Regions from separate parts of the Mus musculus genome. Here regions 1 and 3 are each linked to region 2. Evidence: chromatin contacts called from public promoter capture Hi-C data. All regions are on one chromosome and are shown on one strand. Each heading gives the region's core, a stretch centred on a gene start, on an enhancer-like site or on the middle of the called end of the contact. The rest is flanking DNA. Distances are from core to core; before and after follow the strand shown.

Region 1 (3,920 bases), core at 936-3,435, 170 kb before region 2:
CCGGACAGTGTCACACAGTGAACATGGCAAACAGCCTCCCTCACTAACTTGTGCAGCAAAGTGACACATCCTTATGAAAAGCAAGGGGGTTGGCTGTCACTCACATGCCAGTCGCTGAGAATAAACAGTATATAGGAATTGTTGAGAAGTGCGAACCCAGTATTAACCAGCTCTGAATCTACAGAGCCTTGTAGCAACAAGAAGGCCAGAAAGTGAGCAACTTTGGGCCAGAGAGCAAGGACCACTATAGAGCAAGAGAGACACACACTTTCTTGCCAAATGCCATTTTTGCCTGGGCTTTTTTTTTTTTTTTAATTTTTAATTTTCTTTGCAGTGCAGTGTTGCTGGCCCAACATAGCACCTTATCTTTTGGATAAGTACTATGTTGTATTTATACCAATTAATTACTTGAAACAGTGATACATCTGTCTGTTTGCTGTGTCAAGCCTGCAATATATTTTCAAAGTGATTTGGTTTTTAAATAAAGTTTCATTGTCTCCAAAAAAAAGTCACTGTCAGCAAATGACAAAGCTGAGGCTTGCATCCACATTGTTTTGACTCCAGAATCATCTTCTCCACAGAGCTTCGAGCCTCTGGCCATGTAGAAGGAAGGGCTGCTGCCTGTCTGGTCAGAGTAGGAGAGGCAGAGGGCCAAGCTATTGCTGGGCTTTCAGGCTTGTAGCCAAGATGTTAGGGAGAGTGATACCAACGGGAACATGAATGGAGAAAGAACCTGGATGGGAGAAGAGACTACTCACCGCAGGCTCTTACATGGCCTCAGGCAGAGCTTCTGATTAGAGATTTTACAAGTTGAAGTGAAGGCTGGGAGAGATGCCAAGGCCAGGTGCTGCCTGGGGTCCATCGTCATGGAAGCTCTATTGAAGGGTAAGGACTGGTGAAAGAGGGGGTATGGACACTCCCCCTGGGAACTGTGCAGATGTGACTGCAGAGATGCTGTTGAGACAGGGGTGCACGCCAGAAAGCACATGGGGCAGATGAGACAGACTGAACAGGACCAGGAAGCTAAGCAGGTGACCTTGAGCTAAGTAGGCTCCCATAAACAACCCTGGGAGCCTAGAGCAGAGGAAACCCCAACATTGCTTCCTCCTGGCCAAGGAGGGCAAATGTCAAATTCAAATGAGCCCTGGATTTGTTCTAGGTAGATCAACACCCACCCATTTTCTGGGTCCTTTTAGCTCCTGGTTCCCCGGGACAGCCAACTCCAGGGCTCAGGATAGGCCCCAGTTTAAGCTCTACCTTGTCTGCTTGCTACCCATAAGACCTTGGGCAACTTGCTTCTCTTCTCTAAGCCTCAGTTTTATTGTCATAACACAGGGAACTAGGAACTTTGCAGAACCTCCCAGAAGTTCCCTGATAACCGCTGTACATAATAAGACAGTGGGTTCTCTCATGACCTTGATTTATCATCATTCTGGTTTATAAAACAAGATCGATTGGAGATGCTGTGAATTCTGTCCAATTATCCAATTCCAAGAGGAGGTGGGGAAAGAGAAGAGGAATCAGCCCTGGGGTGTGCTCAGGAGCACAAGTCGCCATCACAAGCTTAGCAGCTGCCTGGAAGATGCACAGCACTGCCCTGCACACCCATCCTTGCTCCTCCATAGAGCAAGTGTGGCAGCCAGATGAGCCTTTGTGTGCAGCCAGAAGCAGAGACCCGGCTTGTGGTAGCCCTGGTCAGTGGACAGCAGAATGGGCATCAGCCAAACAGAGGGCATAGCCTGGCCTAGTACAGCCTTGAACTCAGATGCCCTAGAGCCAGGTGGGAGGCAGATACTGGCCAACCCAGCAGGTTTGTGATTAATTAATTATTTTCTAAACATCTGCCTCCTGCCTCCACAGCCCCTGGTGTTCTGCTGTTCTGCAGGTTTCCTGACTTCCCAGCTGCTGTGCTGGTTAAAACATTACCTTCTACAGACTCGAAAGTAATTTTTCCCCCCAAGACAGGGCATCCTACTGGCCTCTGCAGGATCAAAACACAAACCAAAACAAGAAAACAAACACACAAACAAAACAAAAAACAAAACAAAAAAAAAACAAAAAACAAAAAACCCTCTGCCTTTCACAAGGCTCCAGAGGGGCTTCCCCAGCCATATTCTCCCGAAGAACCAGGAAGCGGCAGTAAATAACTTTGTAACTGTGGCCTGGGCTGGGAGTCCCCAGAGAACCAGAGCCAAAGGGCGTGACTACACACAGTCACAACTCATAGAACATTGTAGCCAATAACTGGCCTCATAGATCTCACTCTATGCTGGGGATTTCCCTGAGACTACATCACCTAGGGACACAGTGCCTGTCACGGGCTGTGTAAGCACACACGAGGTCTGAAAATGGCAAAATCATGTCATGGCTCATTTCTCAGAGCAAACACCTGTTTTAAGTGGCATCTAGCTATACGCAGACATACATGCAGAAACACATTCATAGAAACTTGTTTGCTCTTTTTTATTTTATAATTTCATATCCATGTACATTGTGTTTTATTTTTTACTTTTATTTGTATGCGTATATATGGGCATGTGTCTCTGTGTGTGTGTGTGTGTGTGTGTGTGTGTGTGTGTAGCCTATGGGTGCCTGGTGGAAGGCTATGTATATACCCTTGAGCACAGGCAGAGGCCAGAGGAAGACAGCAGGTGTCCTGTTCTCTCATTCTCTTCCCTATTCTCTTAAGACGAGGTCTCTCACTGTGCCTGTAACAAGGCTGGCAGCCAGCAAGCCACAGCGAACCTCCTCTTTCCATTCTATACAGCAATAGAGTTACAGACACAGGTGGGAGTGGGGGATGCTGGGGATTTGAGCTTGGGCCCTCAGTTTTATGAGGGAAGCCCTCTTGACTGCTAAACCAGCTCTCGGCCCTGCAATGTGGCTCTGGAGTTTCTTTACAGTTTCGTATACATGATATGTTTTGACCAGATTTACCCTCCTGTCCTCCTCCTGTCACTCTCATCCAAACCATGCCTTTCCAACCACTCCCTCTCCTGCTTTTGCATCCTTTTGTTGAGGTGGCAGCGGCAGATGCAGAGGCGGAGGTGGTAGGTTTGAAACAGACTCACTGTGTAGGCCTAACTAGCCTGCAACATGCTAGGTAGACCATGTTGGCCATCTTCTTGCCTATGTGTCTCTCTTAGTGCTGGGACCACAAGTATAAGTCTAGATGGAGAGAGCCTACCTCAAAATAATAAAATAAAATAATGAAATATTTTTAAAATACAGATGAGAGTTAGCTCATAACGCTATAAAGACTGGCAAATGCATTGTGTAGAGTGGGCCAGTAGGATGCAGACCTGGGAAGAGCTGAGATAACAGTGGGAGCCCAGGGCTCGTCTATGATAGACCTCCCTGGCTCTTGGAGATATCAGCCTCAGAGGCACAGCTTAAAGGGCAGATGGAGGACAGTCTGCTCTAGTCCACTGCTACCAATTTAAGCCATATTCAAAACTGCACACCCCCTACAGACATCCAGCATAATGTTTAACCAAGTATCTAGACACCATGGCATGTTTACACAGAAAATAAACCAACATGAATTCACCACTCAAGTTCACCTGGGTCCCAGAGGATTTCGGATCTGTTTCCCTCTGACCTCACTGAGGTGTCTGCAAGCCTTTGCAGCACTCTGTCTAGCGTTGGCTGTGCTCTTCCAAAGAGGCCATCTGAAATTCAATTAAGGACACTCGTGACAAGAGAAAATACGTTTCCCTCTTCCTCCCCCCTTATCCTAAATATTATGATAAATCCAACTGCCGTGCTTTAAAAAAAAAATCCAATTTGTCAACTGGAAAAAACCCAGCACCATCTGATATAATGAAGTCCTATAATCAGGAGGATTTGGGACTCTGCTCAGAAGCCCTAAATGAGATTTTTTATTACATTTCAGCATTGTCGTTATGACTGTTGCAGGC
Region 2 (4,227 bases), core at 1,259-3,758:
TCCTCTGGACAGGGCTGAAAAATACCTGGAATGAGAGATATCACTGAAGAGCATCAGCACGCAGGCCACACCCAAGGCTGCCTAACACCGCAGCAGATGCGGGGGGGCCGGGGGGGGGGCTCCCAAAGCCAGCTGACCACACCGAAGTCCTGGGACCTTGACTGAGCAACCCCCTTGAACTTCACTGTGCACTCTGGTTTCTCTGCCTGCAAAGCAGACATGCTGATTGCTATTTGAGGGTCCTGGAAGCATCAAGTGACAGAAAGCCTGCATGGGAGCCAGGAGAGAGAGCCTCACTGAACTGTGTTCATCTCCCCTTTGGCTCTCATGTTTCCTTCCTCCGAGTGCTTTCTAAATGTAGACAGAGAAAGCAGAGTCTGATGCTAAGTTTTTCATTGTTTTAAAATATTTTTATTTTTAAATGTGTGTGCATGTGTAACACACACACACAGGAGTGTGGGTAGGTACAGGTGAATGGCCCTGGGACAGGAGCCACTGCTGGTTGTGAGCTGTGTGACATGGGTGCTAGAAGCTCAATTCAGGTCTATTGGGAAAGCAAGCAAATACTGCTAACTGAGACCCATCTCTCCAGCACCCCATGCCCTAAGGTCATTCCTTTTTCAACAGCTGCTTTCTGAGGTAATTGGCATTAAACACCTCGACACATTCACCTCTAAGTGGTGCAGACACACAAAGGCTTCCCACTTTCCATCTTTCCCAGTTCTGCCTGGGTCTACCCCCCACCCCCACCCCCCCCAAAAAGTTCCATTCTAGGAATCTGAAAATGTGTGAGCTGGAGGTTAAGGAGGCACAGAAATGGCTTGGGGCAACAACTTGAGTGAATTCCCTTCGGATTTGGCCAGCACGAGGCCTTGTGCCAGGCAAGGTCTTAAGCCACAGTCAAAGAACTTGTAGCCAGGAAGATGAACATGAAATTAAGCACCAGGGCACCAGGTATGTCTATGAGTTATCAGAAACCATCTAAATCTGAAACATAGATAGATGGACATGGATAGTGAAGACTGAATAGATTAAAGGCAACCCCCTCTCTCTTCACCCTTTAGGGTCAACTCCACCTATAACTACTAAGACTTTTGTGCTCCTCTCTGTGGTTTCGTTAATGAGCTAAGGAGTGGTGCGGACAGCCACGAGAGAAACAGATGCAGAACTGTTGACCTAAAAGTCCAGGCCCCGGTTACAATGCTGTGGCTTGGTGGATTCACACCTATTCATAGTTGTTCCCTCATCGGCAGTCTAATGAATCAGGGATTTCTTGTGTAAGGCTTCAAAAAAACTCTCTCTGTAGTATTAATAAATGTGCCAATAGGGGCGGAGACTTGAAGTGCAAATAAACTTTCATAAAGACACCCTAGCCCTTCTCTCTAAGGCTCGAGCATATGTAATATCGCTGAGGGGTTATTGAGAGAACTGACAAAGGGACCGCTGGGCTCACAGGTGACCCTGACGGAGCTAAGTAAGACATCCAGGTCCTGTCCCCTGAAGCCCCGTGAGAGGTACTCTACATGGCAAGCGTCTTTGCACAATTAAGGACTTTAGATGGGGGAAACTATCCTGAAGAAACGGTATGGCTCCTAAATGTATCACAGGACTCCTCAGGAGAGGAAGGCAGAAGAGAACCCACGGATTGTAGAAGGGCCAGGAAGTTCCAACAGCCGAGTCTGATATGGAAGCAGCCACCCCAAACGCCTGTTGCCTGCTCCAGATGTTTTGTTGCTTTTACCTCCAGAGCTGTCGTTTTTTAAAAGTCGAGTTGTTAAAACAGCCAAAAGTAACGAAACCACCTTAGCTAATATAGTTCAGAGAAAGTTAGCAAATTTTGGCTAAAAATAGTTATTCTCGTGATTTAAAAAGTGGCACAGTTCTCTTGTAAAACCGAAAGAATGAGTGTTAAGATTATAATGGTCAGGCCCTTGAAAGGGTTCCTGTCCTTGTTTCTAGAGTGTGAAGGTTCGCTAGCTGTGAGCTGTGCTGGACAATTTTCTCAGGTGGCAGCTTTCACATACCTCTGCCTCATTTGGGGGTGGGTGGGGGCATAATTCAGTTGTTCTGGGCGGTTTCATTTATAACATCCCTGTAACTGATTTTTTTTTTTTTTTAAACTCAGCGGAGCCACTTTTTGCCCCGCGGTTGGTGTGCAAGCTTTGTTAGTCTACACCCACAACGTCGGCGTCTGTACTCGGTAACGGGGTGAGGTTCCCTGGCCGGCCTTACCCCGCCGACCACTGCAGCACGTCCGCCGGCTGCGTACGGATGGCAGCCTTGGTGAACTGCTTGAGGATGTCCGGCAGCTCCGGGGGGATGTGGATCTGCTGCGCGCAGAACATGGTGTCGGGCAGCGGCATCGTTCTGGGGAGACCGCGGCGGCCTGGGACGTTGTGCTGCGGGGAGGAGAGGCAGGGTCAGCGCAGCGGGCGGCGGGGAGGGACTGCTCCGCCCCCTCAGGAAACTGAGGCCCAACCGCCCAGAGCGGATAGAGCACGCGATTGTGGCGTGCGGTCTCCAGGCAACCCGAGCTGCGCATGCGCACAGCCTCAGCAAACAAGGGGCGGACGTCCGGCTGGCCTCTGTGACCAACGAGTGACCACAGAGCGGAGAGCGCCATAAAACAGCTTGTTTTCCTAAAACGCGGAGGTTGCGCTAATCCGAACCCCAAGAGGTCTCGACCAGGGTCTCGGCTTGGCGTGTGACTCCATTTGGTCCACACACCCACTGTATGAATACACATTTCCAAACCAAAGCAGCTTGGCAAAAAAACATTTAGTTAATAGAATGGGAAAACAAGGACTCTCAGACACTGTTGACAGAAATGAGCGTTTATCTGGGGACTACAGGATTTTCTAACGACTTAGCAATATTTATCCTAAGGGGGGGGATAGGCATAAGGAGTAAATAATAATGCCTATTATGTAGCTTGGTAGGTTAACTTTTATTAAAACCTCTATCATGGTCTCCAAAGAAAAACAACACAATCGGGTAAAACCAACAGAGTTAAAATCTGATGTGGGGACTGCGAGACTCGCAAGGCTGGGGTTCATTTGAGCTGGGAATTGGAGACCAGCCTGGGCAACATTTAGCGCTTCAAGAAGCAACAAGTCTGTTCCCACCCACACCACCACCACCACCACCACCACCACCACCACCACCACCACCACCACCACCACCACCACCACCACCACATGACTGGTGAAGCGGAAAAGATTGTAAAACAATCTGGGTGTGCAGGTGTCTGTTCCTTTTATTCTTAAAAGTCTCAGGTATAAATTGTGACAATTCAGCTTTTGTTTTCTTAAGTGAATTATATTTTGCTGTTGTATCTAAAAAAAAAAAAAAAAAAAAAGTGAGCCTAGCCTACATTGACCTTTTTTTTCCCTACATAAGTTACTATTAGTTCGTTTGTACAGTATCTGTAGTGTGAATGTTTGCTTTTCATTCTGTTACCAGTCCAAATACTTCACTTTTTTTTTTTTTTTAATTTCAGCATCCATGCCCCGTTGTGTGGAATCCACTGAATACATACGGAAGTGTCTGCTTTACCAGATACACTATGGCAAGGAAATGGCCACCTAAGCAAAATGGGTGTGGTTCCTGAGCAAGAAGCTCCTTCCTCCTCCAAGTACATCCTAAAGCATAAATGAACGAGCCGAAAGAAAGTCTTAGGCACGGTTGTATAAGCAAAGGAGATTAAAGAAAACAAAACAAAATAAAAAAACCCAACGCAATGGCTAAACAACATAAAGTGATGCAGAGGGGCCTGTGCCTTGCTGACAGTCTACCCATGGTTTTAAAGGCTTGCAGAGTAGCAGCAGGAGGCTGATGGAGGACTAGGTGTGTATGTGTGCAGACCTAACGAGCCCACTGAGGAAGCAGCTAGGCCTCAGCGGTCTCCCCGGAGGGAGTCCTGTGTGCTGGCTTGGGCAGCTGACTTCTCGCTCTCTCTTCCATCTTCTGGTTACTATCTGTTCTGCACTTGTGGTCCTTGGAGGCAGACATCTTCAGTCACTTAACACATCAACTCTCCTAATCACTGTGTTTCAGGAGATAACCAGTTTTGAGTATTGGTTTCCTTTGGCGAGGACTTTCAACTTCACAGATTAAAGAGGGAGGTCTGGGGTTCAAAGAGCATATTTCCACCACTCCTACATTAAACAGCAATGTATTTAATTGGGTGGAGATGAGGAAAATGTTGAAAGCTTTTGAAAAACTTGA
Region 3 (3,902 bases), core at 1,079-3,578, 210 kb before region 2:
GCATCTCGTTTCCCAGAAGCTCTGAGAACATGGAGCACAGGGGTGTGGTGCGGTGGCAGACATTCTCACCCATCCCTGGTGGAACCTGGATCCTCCCAGTGCCTTGAGAATCCTGTGTTCTGATATTCTGAAGTGTCACCGTCTCGTTAGAGCCAGGGACAGACTGTCGAGAAAATTGGAGACCCAAAACAAGTGAGTCAGAAAACCAGACTCCCTGTAGGTCAGAAGAACAATTCGTAAAAGACCAAATGTCTGTAAATAAATATCAGTGGCAAACAAATACAAAATAAAGCCGCACTTCTCTTGCATTAAAAGAGAAAAATGAAAATAAAAAGATAAGCCGGGCTGGAGAGACGACTCAGTCAATTGAGCACTGGCCATGAAGCATGGAGGTGGTTTCCAGTCCCCAGCACCCTCATAAAAGCTGGACATGGTGGTGTGTGCCTGTAAGCCCAGCTCTGCGGGACGCAGTCCGGAAGATCCCTGAGGCTTGCCAGCTAGCTAGCATAGCTGAGCTGTAGAGATCTGGGTTCGCAGAGATGCCTGTCTCAACATAATAGGGTAGAAAGCCACTGGGGAAGATACCCAATGTCAGCCTCTGGCTTCCACATGCCTGTGCACACCCGGGGCAGGGGAGGACATTTCCCTGATACTGTTTCTTTTTTATTAATTGCATATGAGTTGGCTGTCTCCACCTTGAGCTCGCCTCTCCTTGCCTCCCAGCTTCCTTGTTGAGCTCCTTGGACTGCAACCAGGGAATTCGTACTTTCTTCTCTGTCCCTCACGTCGTGAATGCCTGGAGACAGTCCCCTCCTCACTGAAAACAAGGCTGCAGCCCCATCCTGTGTGCATCTCACACCTCCTTGTTGTGGCTCTGCCTCAGCTCTGAACACTGGCCCACCAGGCTGGGAAAGACTTCCCAGATGGCCTCTCCTCCTCTGTTCTTAGGAGGGTGGTGGAGTTGGTGTTTACATAAGTAGCTGGGCCGCCCTCTGTCATAGCACTGACTTGGTCATGGCCGCTACTCTCTAGTCCTCCACTCGCAAGCTCCCAGTGCTGCTTCTCTCCTCTCCCGCTGTGTCAGCCGCATGCTGTCCTGGCGTGCTGACAATCAGCTCTCCATGGATACCTCACAGTTCTGCGGTCTGCATCCTGAGAGCCAGGACGCACCACCGAGATGGCATTACCCTGAAAGGAGGCATTCCAGGTCAGAGGGGCTTGAGCACTGCCCCTTCCCAGATATATCCAGATCAGAGGAGGAAAGGCTCCATCTTTCACCCCTGAGATGGATGCTGGTGGTGTCTGCAGCCAAGGAGAGCTGTCTCCCTGTCTCCAGAGAGGAGAGAAGATGCACCAGAGCCCTGTGTAACATCAGCCACCCTCATTTCAGGGGTTCCATCCTAGGAGGACCCCACTAGCATCACAGGTGACATCTGGTCCTTGGGATGCCGCCGTTTTACTGTAGGAATTGATGCTTAAGGGGCCGCTGCTACAGATCACTGGCCTGGCTTTTATTCCCATTTGTCTGGAAATGGTGGTTGTTTCCCATGAGCTGGGAGAAAAGAGAGACCTTAGATCTCTGTTCTCTCTCCCTCTCTCTTCTCTCTTAAATCTCTTAAGTGTGTATACACGGTATGTGTGGTACACACACACACACACACAGTGGTAGACTAGGGGCTTGACTATGAATCCTGAGTTCTGAGCCAGTCACCTTACCAGCAGTGTCCATCCTCCTCTGGGAGACAGGAGTGGGCAGAACCTCTCAGACTAACGTACTTGCAGATCACAGGCTGACCTTTATCCGTGGATCTGCTGGACCTGAGATGCCTTTCCCTTCACTCCAAAGCATACGCGTGTCCCAGCCTGTGCAGTGCCCTCCCTAAGAGGAAGTTGTTACAACTCCACAATGGACTTGTGCCTTTGCGGGTTCTCCTGAGGAGAGAAGGAGGCAGATACAGAAGAACTGTCCGCAGAGTAGCATTGAAAGTGCTTTTCATAGGACTCTAATCTGCTCTGCAAAGTTTGTCATTCAGGCTATTGAATCTGTAATTACATGGCGTCCCCCCTGGGCCCTGGAGGATACGAGGTTTAGAAGATTGTCGTGGATGTTAAACAAGCAATCCAGCCTTGTTCAGAAAGCCTCATGACCAAATAACGGCACATGTAAGCTATGTTCAGACTCATCTAGGTCGTTTTTTCCATCTTCACATCTGCAGGAAAGCTGATGTGGCTCCGTTTTATGGTTGAGAAGTTCAGCCCAGAAAGGCTAAGACCGTGCTCTCGGTCACACTGACACACTGAGCTGGGATTTGGCTCGAATGTCTGACCTCAGAGGTGATTGTCACTCTGGGCACACGGCCTCTGTTCTGGTGCCCAGTGGTGTTTCCCCCAAAGACCTGGGGCAGGTTATTGAGGAAAGTGTGTGGGGGTGAAGCATCTTTGCAGAATAGGGTTGCCTTACTGGGCACTGGTCTCCAGCTGAGATCATCTCAGAAGGGGACACTTCTGTAGCTTCCCACCTACCCTGAGTAGGTGCCAGCATCGAGGTAAACAGGGCACTGGAACAGTCGGTGTGTAAGTGTCCGTGCAAGGGGCACCGGCTTCTGTGGAAGGGGTTTGTTCTCTCTCAGCTTCTAGTGCAAAATGACAGCCCACACAGGAACCAACCAATCCAGGATCTGAGGCCCTGTACTTCCAAACTGGACTTACTGGTACACAGGAAGTCACTCCGATTTCAGAGCTGGGAGATGTAGGAGGCTTTCGCAAAGAAAAGAGATCAAGAAGGAAAAACACGAAGAGGAGGAAGTTTGAGTTGGGGTAAAAACTGCTGACTCATCGCCGCTAAAGCCCGTTAGGACCCTAAGTGGAAAAAGCTTGCCTTAAATGAGAAGGCAGTGCCAGTGGGGCCCGCAAAGACAGCTGAAGAAAGAAAGGTTTGTTCTCCTTGAGCCAGAATCTGTTCCATATGGGACTGCAGATGGGAAAGAAAAGCAGACCATCCAGCCTTGGCAGGTCAGAGCCCACAAAATGGAAATGTCAGAGAGAGGGAGAGGGAGATGCAGGAAGTGGGCAGGGCAGGGCAGCCAGCATCTCTGGAATTCCCAGGTATCTTTGGGGTAGTTCAGACCTTGCCTATGGGTGCAGCTCCTTCCTTCTGAATGAGAGGCCTGGACAGGCCAAGCCAGGGAAGTGAGGAGCCTTCTCCCCTTGAGCCTCCCCTCTTGCATCACATGCTGTGTGTGAGGGAGACATTTCATCTTGGGGCTTGAGCTTGACTCCCGATGTACAATTTCTTTTGCAATCATTGACTACATGTGTGATATGGACTACATGTGTGATATGTGTGATATCAACTACATGTGTGATACAGACTACAAGTGTATCCACTACATGTGTGATATGGACTACATGTGTGATATGGACTGCATGAGTGATATTGACCACATGTGTGATATCAACTGCATGAGTGATATGGACTGCATGAGTGATATGGACTACACATGTGATATCAAATACATGAGTGATATCAAATACATGTGTGATATGGACTACATGTGTGATATGGACTACATGTGTGATATGGACTGCATGAGTGATATTGACCACATGTGTGATATCAACTGCATGAGTGATATGGACTACATGTGTGATGTGGACTACATGTATGATATCGACAACAAGTGTGATGCTAATTAATTAAACAACTCAGGGCTACATCATCTGGAAGAGTCAGAGTTATACATGGACTATTTTCATCTTACACAAAGAAAAAGAGCCCTGAACTGCCTGGGATTCTGGCTCATGGCCCCCATTTGTCCCTGGGGTCTTGGCCCATGCCTGCTGGGTGGCCCCAGGTAGATCACTAAGCTTTGGCACCTGTCTCCTTGTCCAGAGCCCAGAAT

What was found. Promoter capture Hi-C pulls out the DNA fragments that hold promoters and counts their contacts.
Region 1: a promoter capture Hi-C map of pre-B cells shows a contact between it and region 2, with 3 times the contacts expected there. The contact joins the enhancer-like site here to the promoter of Ropn1l in region 2. A contact is called at or near these places in 14 of 39 promoter capture datasets (the 3T3-L1 cell line, the C10 cell line, the HPC-7 cell line and 9 more), 1 of 15 datasets of contacts at CTCF or cohesin (pro-B cells), 5 of 484 Hi-C or Micro-C datasets (B cells, the HPC-7 cell line, bone marrow-derived macrophages and 2 more), 6 of 115 datasets of contacts at active chromatin or transcription factors (cardiomyocytes, embryonic stem cells, extraembryonic endoderm stem cells and 3 more) and 2 of 9 other capture datasets (adipose tissue and liver).
Region 3: a contact with region 2 is called in a promoter capture Hi-C map of liver. The contact joins the enhancer-like site here to the promoter of Ropn1l in region 2. A contact is called at or near these places in 4 of 39 promoter capture datasets (hematopoietic stem and progenitor cells, liver and neutrophils), 2 of 115 datasets of contacts at active chromatin or transcription factors (memory CD8 T cells and pancreatic cancer cells) and 2 of 9 other capture datasets (adipose tissue and liver).

What each region holds. Positions count from the first base shown.
Region 1 is chr15:31,277,541-31,281,460 of GRCm38.p6, forward strand. It overlaps the pseudogene Fam136b-ps. Among named protein-coding and RNA genes, the nearest start is that of Gm41285, 16 kb to the left of the region's middle. Within about 2 kb of position 2,186, at least 63 of the 459 cell types and tissues checked have an H3K27ac peak or open chromatin away from gene starts, as enhancers often do. A contact at or near this core is called in B cells, hematopoietic stem and progenitor cells, pre-B cells and 1 more, where this site is marked.
Region 2 is chr15:31,451,181-31,455,407 of GRCm38.p6, forward strand. Ropn1l (ropporin 1-like) reads right to left here and starts at 2,509. Exons shown (of 5, transcript NM_145852.2): 1 at 2,233-2,509; 2 at 1-25. The coding sequence starts at 2,363. Gm49208 (a long non-coding RNA gene) reads left to right here and starts at 2,491. Exons shown (of 2, transcript XR_003951491.1): 1 at 2,491-2,732; 2 at 3,500-4,227.
Region 3 is chr15:31,246,218-31,250,119 of GRCm38.p6, forward strand. The region is part of intron 2 of Dap (death-associated protein); the gene reads left to right. Among named protein-coding and RNA genes, the nearest start is that of Gm41285, 15 kb to the right of the region's middle. Within about 2 kb of position 2,329, at least 63 of the 459 cell types and tissues checked have an H3K27ac peak or open chromatin away from gene starts, as enhancers often do. A contact at or near this core is called in hematopoietic stem and progenitor cells and liver, where this site is marked.